Linked DNA regions of Sus scrofa: region 1 is linked to region 2. Evidence: chromatin contacts called from public HiChIP or PLAC-seq data. All regions are on one chromosome and are shown on one strand. Each heading gives the region's core, a stretch centred on a gene start, on an enhancer-like site or on the middle of the called end of the contact. The rest is flanking DNA. Distances are from core to core; before and after follow the strand shown. Region 1 holds the start of DPH1 (2-(3-amino-3-carboxypropyl)histidine synthase subunit 1). Region 2 overlaps RTN4RL1 (reticulon-4 receptor-like 1).

Region 1 (3,090 bases), core at 546-3,045, 71 kb before region 2:
AACAGCTCAGTCAGTCAGACAAAAAGACAAAAAAAAACTTTTTATACTTCCACTTTTTTTTTACAATTTTTTTTTCTACTGTACAGCATGGTGACCCAGTTACATGTACACATACATGTACACATTCTATTTTCTCACATTCTCATGCTCCATCCTAAGTGACTAGACATAGTTCCCTCTCATTTAAAAGGGAAGTAAACACTATACAATTAACTGACATAAGTCCCCAAGTCCCAAGGTTCTACTCCACCTCCCACCCCAGTAAAGATGGAGAGAATATACGCTAGTCAGAACTATGGGCAAACAGGAAAGGACAGCCCATTAGTGGCTAGTAGTCTAGTGGGAACAAATGCAGGTACCCAAACAATGACAATCCGTTGATTAAAGAAAAAAACACTGTAGACCTTTAGCAAGGCTGCAGCCCTCAATCAGCATCCTACTACCCATAATTCAGTTTAGCCCAATCCCCAGTTCTCTCTTTAGGCACCAGACAGCTCTAGAATGTGACAAGGCGAGAAATGAATTTATTCAGCGAATTATTATTATTATTATTATTATTTATTTATTTATTTTGTCTTTTTGCCTTTTCTAGGGCCGCAACCGCGGCATATAGAGGTTCCCAGGCTAGAGGTCTAATCGGAACTACAGCCGCCGTCCTACGCCACAGCCACAGCAACGCGGGCTCCAAGCCCTGTCTTCGAACTACACCACAGCTCACGGCAACGCCGGATCCTTAACCCACTGAACAAGGGCAGGGCTCGAACCCGCAACCTCATGGTTCCTAGTCGGATTCGTTAACCACTGCACCACGACGGAACTCCTCAGCGAATTATTTATTGAGCCTGCACTATATGCCTAAACTTCTGCCAGGGATTCTGCCAGACCTGACACTTCAGCCCGGGGCTGGGGTGGGTGGGTGCAAGGGTGGTGGTAGTGATGGTTCAGTGGAGAACTAGAATGGCAGGCTAGAACTCTAAGTCCAGATTTAAAGGTTACCACTGCTATGATTTTTGTTCAGTTGTCTCAAAGGGCCGGTGTCTCTACTCCTGCCCCTCACAGAAGCTCCTCTGACAGGCTCAAGTCCCTTGTGTTGCTGGGGTGTGGGAGCTGCTAATTCTAGCAGCTCAATTCGTCCCAAGGGCCAGTAGGCGCCTCCTCCTTTATCACTTGGCTGTAACCTTCTGCTTACGTTAGTATTCTTCCGTAGACTGCGAGAGATCCCTGAGGGTAGGGCTGCAGTCAAGTCCATACACCTAGCACAGGCCAGCTGCAAGGGTCGGGTGAATGAAACCTTGCGCCTCTTCCCTGAAGCATTCTCCGAGGGCACGCTAGGGGAATGCCTGGCTCCCTCCCTCCCTGTCAGGTCCGTCCTATCCGTGAGTCTACAAGCGTCTGTCTGCCCGCCAAGGCAGGGAGGCAGCGTTTACGGCTTGAGGACTACGAGCTCCTAGGAGGGGCTGCTCCTGACCATGCCTTACGGCTACAAAAGAAGGGCCGGTCCCCCTGGGCTCCAGCGACAGCAGCCCGAAGGAAGTGACCGCGAGGCCTTCTGAGTCTGGCGCAGAAAGGCGCCGCTGCCGTTAAAGGGGGCTGGTCCTGTCCCTGACTTGGGGACCCTATGCCAAGATGCGAGGTCCAGAGGCCGCACCCGTGTAGTACCCACCTCTGCCCGGGCCGTTTCGGCCGCGGGGCTCTGTGGCCTCGGCCGCAACTAGCGCCGCCATCATCACCTGGCCCACGTTGGGACCAGAAAGACAGCACTAGAAGAACGCTGAGAGCGCAGACAAGCGCGATCGATCGCCGATCGGCCAGCGACGGGCGGGGATTTGGGAGGCGGGGACCGTGAAGGAGAAAGATAGGGGCGTGGCTAGAGTGGGCCCCTGCCTCAGCTCCGAAGGTCGTGACTCTCCGGAGCCCCTAGTGGTCCCCGACCACCGCTGTTGCGTGCTCTCGGCGACTCTGTCCCACCTCCCCTTCCTTCCCGGCAGCCCGAAACTGGCTCTCCCGGAATGGTGCCCCTCTATTTGCCAACTTTTTGGCCCAGTTCTGCGGACAGAGTCTTGTGAATGGGGATACCACCAGGTCTTCCTTCAGCTCTCCTCCGTGTCTCCTCGGTTATGGGCCCTGGTGGCGGTGGGTAGGGGCGCATTCCCAGCCTCTGAGGACCCCACTGACTGGACAGGACAGAACTCACCGGCCACCGGGCCAGTTCCAAGTTGAAGCTTGGTGCCGATTTCCGGAGCGCCGGGGTGCTCCTTACACCTTAGAACCCACAGAGTGAAAGGTTCACGTGTGAAAAACTGCTACCAGGGTAAGACCCCCCGCCCCGGCCTGAGGGTGCTTTCCCGGGAGGGTTCAGAAGTCCAAGGTCTCAACTGCCTAAACCTTCCAGATTCTGGCCAGTGTTTGCCCTGCCTAGGCTGCCTCTCAGGCCTTGGTAGCCTTTCTCCTGATCAGGGGCCTGAGCTCCTGGGATCCCAAAGAGAAGTCAGAACAGCCAGCGAGACAGACTTGGCCTTTGGAGGAGCAGGGTACCTGCAGGACTGGCTTGCAGCAAGGTCTGCCCCCTAGAGCAAGGTTCCCCCAGGGCTGTTTGCCCACCCAGCCCTCTGGCACACCATCTTTTTCTCTGCTCTGTGTGAGCACATCTGGCCCTTTAAGGCAGCTCTCTGGCCTCAGGCTCCCCTGGAGGCCCTCCCTGCTTGGAAACTCCTAATTAAGGTGCAGGGAGAAGTGAAAAACAAGCAGCCAGGGACAGGCCCTGCCTGGGAGGCTGCCCAGAGAGGAGGGCTGGCTGAGCAGGCTGGGAATGAGCAGCCAAGGGGAGGACCAGAAGGGGTCAGTGCTCTGCCTCTCAGACCACCAACTGATGCTCTTAGGACAATCACAGCTTTGGACAGGAATGTAGCCAACATGGGTCCAAGGAACACCCTGTCACCTTGACAAGAGTCCAGCCTGGACTTTCCCATTTCCTCCAGGTTCTCTGGACCAGGGTGCAGGATCTCAATTCCAGGAACAATCTGAGTCGAGTCTCTCCCCATTCAGGACCCTAAGGCCCAGCCTGTGGACAGTTGTCGCTCTGGCTGCAGC
Region 2 (3,377 bases), core at 754-3,253:
GCTTTCCACGACCTCCGCAGGCTGACCACCCTCTTCCTCTTCAACAACAGTCTCTCCGAGCTGCAGGGAGACTGCCTGGCACCGCTGGCAGCCCTGGAGTTCCTCCGCCTCAACGGGAACGCCTGGGACTGTGGCTGCAGGGCGCGCTCCCTGTGGGAATGGCTGCAGAGGTTCCGTGGCTCCAGCTCCGCTGTCCCCTGTGTGTCCCCCGCGTCTCTGCACGGCCAGGACCTGAAGCTGCTGAGGGCCGAGGACTTCCGGAACTGCACGGGGCCGGTGTCCCCACACCAGATCAAGTCACACACGCTCACCACCACCGACAGGGCCTCCCGCAAGGAGCACCACCCACCCCACGGCCCTGCCAGGGACAAGGGCCACCCGCATGGCCATCTGCCCGGCTCCCGGTCGGGCTACAAGAAGCCGGGCAAGAACTGCACCAGCCACAGGAATCGCAACCAGGTCTCCAAGGCGGGCACCGGGAAGCAGGCCCATGAGCTGCAGGACTACGCCCCTGACTACCAGCACAAGTTCAGCTTTGACATCATGCCCACGGCACGGCCCAAGAGGAAGGGCAAGTGTGCCCGCAGGACCCCCATCCGTGCCCCCAGCGGGGTGCAGCAAGCTTCCTCAGGCAGTTCCCTGCGGGCCTCCCTCCTGGCCTGGATCCTGGGGCTGGTGGTCACTCTCCGCTGAGGGCGCTGGACACCAGCACCCAGCACTGCCACACGTCCACCAAGGAACAGGATTTCTTTTCTTTTTTTACAAGTGGAGGTTCTGCTGGGTTTCAGGCAAAGGCTGCTAGAGGTTTCAGCTGCCGTCTGGGCTCCTGGCTGCTGGATTATAAATACAAAGTGTACAGCCCCAAGGGGGAGGGGATTGGCGCATCTCACCCAGCTGTCCCAGCCAGCGCCCCGCCGAGCACCCACGGACCGCATCCACCCAGCACGGCAGTTAAAGCTGCAAAGTGAATCCTGCATTGGCAACAACGGGACCGTGCCCCCACGGGAGCTGGGCTCTGTGGAATCCTGGTCATTTGGAGAGGTCTGAAGGGCCCCGCCATCCCCCAAGGATGCAGGACTCAGAGAAGAACAGCCAAGATGCACCCAAGAGGCTGGTCCGACACCAGCTATCTGGGAGCACATGAGCAGGTGGCATTTTTGGCTCGTGCCTGAGGCCACTGAGTCACCCTGCCCTAAATCCAACCACGTGCCACCTTCAGCCCCTTCCTTGAGGGTAACGCCTCTCACTCCTGATGTCTCAGGCAAGCCTGGAAGACCCAGGCCCACCTGCTGGGCTCCAAGAACCACTTACCAAAGGAAAGATCATCAGAGGCTGAAATTTAGAGCTTCATCTTGTGCAATGAGGTTCTCACAGGAGGTGCAGTTTTATAACTACGTCCACTTATATATCTACACACTCTCTACATATATATATATATATATACACACACACACACACAAATGCACAGGCCCTCGCCCTACTCCCTTACCAAACTGTATGTCTTATCATGTTTATAAACTATACAGAAACCTATATCTGCTGAACTAAGGATTGTATTGGTGATTTCTAGCAGGAAAGGAATCCTAGGATTGTTGTCTAGAATCCCAACGTGGCAACAGTAGTTCCCACGTAACCTGATCTTGCCAGGGCCTGGGGCGAAGGGACAGTGGGGGAGGGTCAGGGAGAAGGGGAGGCAGCAAGAATCACTTCAGGGGACCAATATTCTTAGATATTTAGAGCATCACCATGTTTTTATATGCAACACAATCCCGTCTGCTGCCCTGGAGCACTCAATCGCCCCCAATATAGTAGCTGTTGGCATCAGGGTGAGAAGCAAGAAGCAGCTTCTTGGCCATCAGGGAGTCAGGCCCTAGGGAAGGGCTGGATGGAAAAGGGGAAGGAAGGGACTTTGGGTTTCTGAGGCCGGTGGGCGAGGCAGCATCCACAGTGTTAGTCCAACAAGCTGGGCAGTGTTGTCAGCCTCGTGTTTTGCCAGCAACGGTCTGGAAGGGCCAGGGAGGCTCTGGGCCTGAGCCCAGGCCTCCAGCTTGGCTCAGCTGCTGAATTTTTCCTTGAGGCTCTTTGATGGGCATCCCAGCAAGGGTCCTGTGGCGGGTAGCAGGAGGGAAAGCATCAGGTGGCCTTAGCAGAAGGGGGACAAAGAGGGCATTTCAAGAACCATCTCAGGCACTTCTGCATTACGGAGGCCCCGCCCTTCCTGAACCCTCTGAAGATGCCAGGGATGGGCAGAGGTCGGGGGAGATGCCCAGACTCAGGGGTCAGGAGCGGGGCCGTGCAGGGAATGGAGCGGCAAGTTCAGACAGAGGAAAGGGGCTCAGGTCAAGGTCAGCCATGCTGCTGGCTGGGGTCTGGGCGGACACAATCTTTTTTTGGCTTCGCCCAAATCCAAATGCCCCACCAGAGAGGATGTGTGTGAGGAGCAAGAAATATTGAATCCAATTAAGAGAGAAAAATAATAATAAAAAAATTCTCTTGGATAAGAACCCTGTTTCTCATTTCCTAACCCCAGATTGCTGAAGGAGTGGCAGAGCTGGGGCTTTTGCAGTGGGTGTGTGAGCCTGGCCGGGTGCAGCTCTGAGAACACAAGCACATTTGTTGAAGGGAGGAGCTGTTTGGGGCAGGGGCACGCTGACTCACTGGGATGTGAGTGCATACACACACACACACACACACACACACTCACTCTCTCTCTCTCTCTCTGTTCCGTGGATCGTCCCTCACCAGCACAGAACATGACTCACTTCCCACGTTCTGGCTGCACTGGGACAGCACCAACCCTCTCTGTGGTTGTCCCCGGAGCAGGCTGGCCCTGGATCATCCAGGACCTGTTCCCAAAAGCTTCTCCAGCAGCAGCTAAGCTGTTGATCCTTAAGGGGGCTTGGGGGAAGCTGGAAGGGAACTGCCAGTTCCTAGGGGCCCAGAGGGGATTCCAGGAAGCCAGGGACTGACCCATGCAACCGTGGACGTGGATGCGGTCTGGAGGCTGCACCTGCCCCGTGGCTTCAGAGAAAGGCGCGAGCTCTCCAGATAGAAAGGAGGCTGCGTTTTCAGGCCTGGACAAATCCACTTCCGTGCGAGCCTGGAGATGTGCACTAAAGGGAGTCTGGTGAAAGCAGAACAAATCGCCTTTGGCCTGTGTTGGCTCCCCGCTGGTCTGCCTGCTCTTACCCAGGCCCGTGCCAAGGCCTAGCTGTCCCTTAGACCCGAGGATGTTGTTATGTTGTTGATTTCATTTCCAACTTTAGACAGCACAGCCCTCCATGGGAAAATCAAGAGTCCAAGCGCTTTATTAAATTTTTTTTTAAAAAGACTTAGTAAGTCCTATAATATGGAAGTGAAATGTCAGTACAAGAAAT

What was found. HiChIP or PLAC-seq counts read pairs in DNA pulled down with a chosen protein or histone mark.
Region 1: an H3K27ac HiChIP or PLAC-seq map of skeletal muscle shows a contact between it and region 2. The contact joins the promoter of DPH1 here to the enhancer-like site in region 2. A contact is called at or near these places in 2 of 5 promoter capture datasets (fetal liver and fetal skeletal muscle), 10 of 47 Hi-C or Micro-C datasets (blood, embryonic fibroblasts, fetal liver and 5 more) and 1 of 2 datasets of contacts at active chromatin or transcription factors (skeletal muscle).

The regions. Positions count from the first base shown.
Region 1 is chr12:48,145,069-48,148,158 of Sscrofa11.1, reverse strand. It overlaps DPH1 (2-(3-amino-3-carboxypropyl)histidine synthase subunit 1), which reads right to left and starts at 1,795. Exons shown (of 13, transcript XM_021067606.1): 1 at 1,664-1,795. The coding sequence starts at 1,727. It overlaps RTN4RL1 (reticulon-4 receptor-like 1), which reads left to right and starts at 1,850. Exons shown (of 2, transcript XM_021067605.1): 1 at 1,850-2,311.
Region 2 is chr12:48,073,502-48,076,878 of Sscrofa11.1, reverse strand. RTN4RL1 (reticulon-4 receptor-like 1) reads left to right here. Exons shown (of 2, transcript XM_021067605.1): 2 at 1-2,504. The coding sequence ends at 693. Among named protein-coding and RNA genes, the nearest start is that of RPA1, 66 kb to the right of the region's middle. Within about 2 kb of position 2,003, at least 18 of the 83 cell types and tissues checked have an H3K27ac peak or open chromatin away from gene starts, as enhancers often do. A contact at or near this core is called in fetal skeletal muscle, retroperitoneal adipose tissue and skeletal muscle, where this site is marked.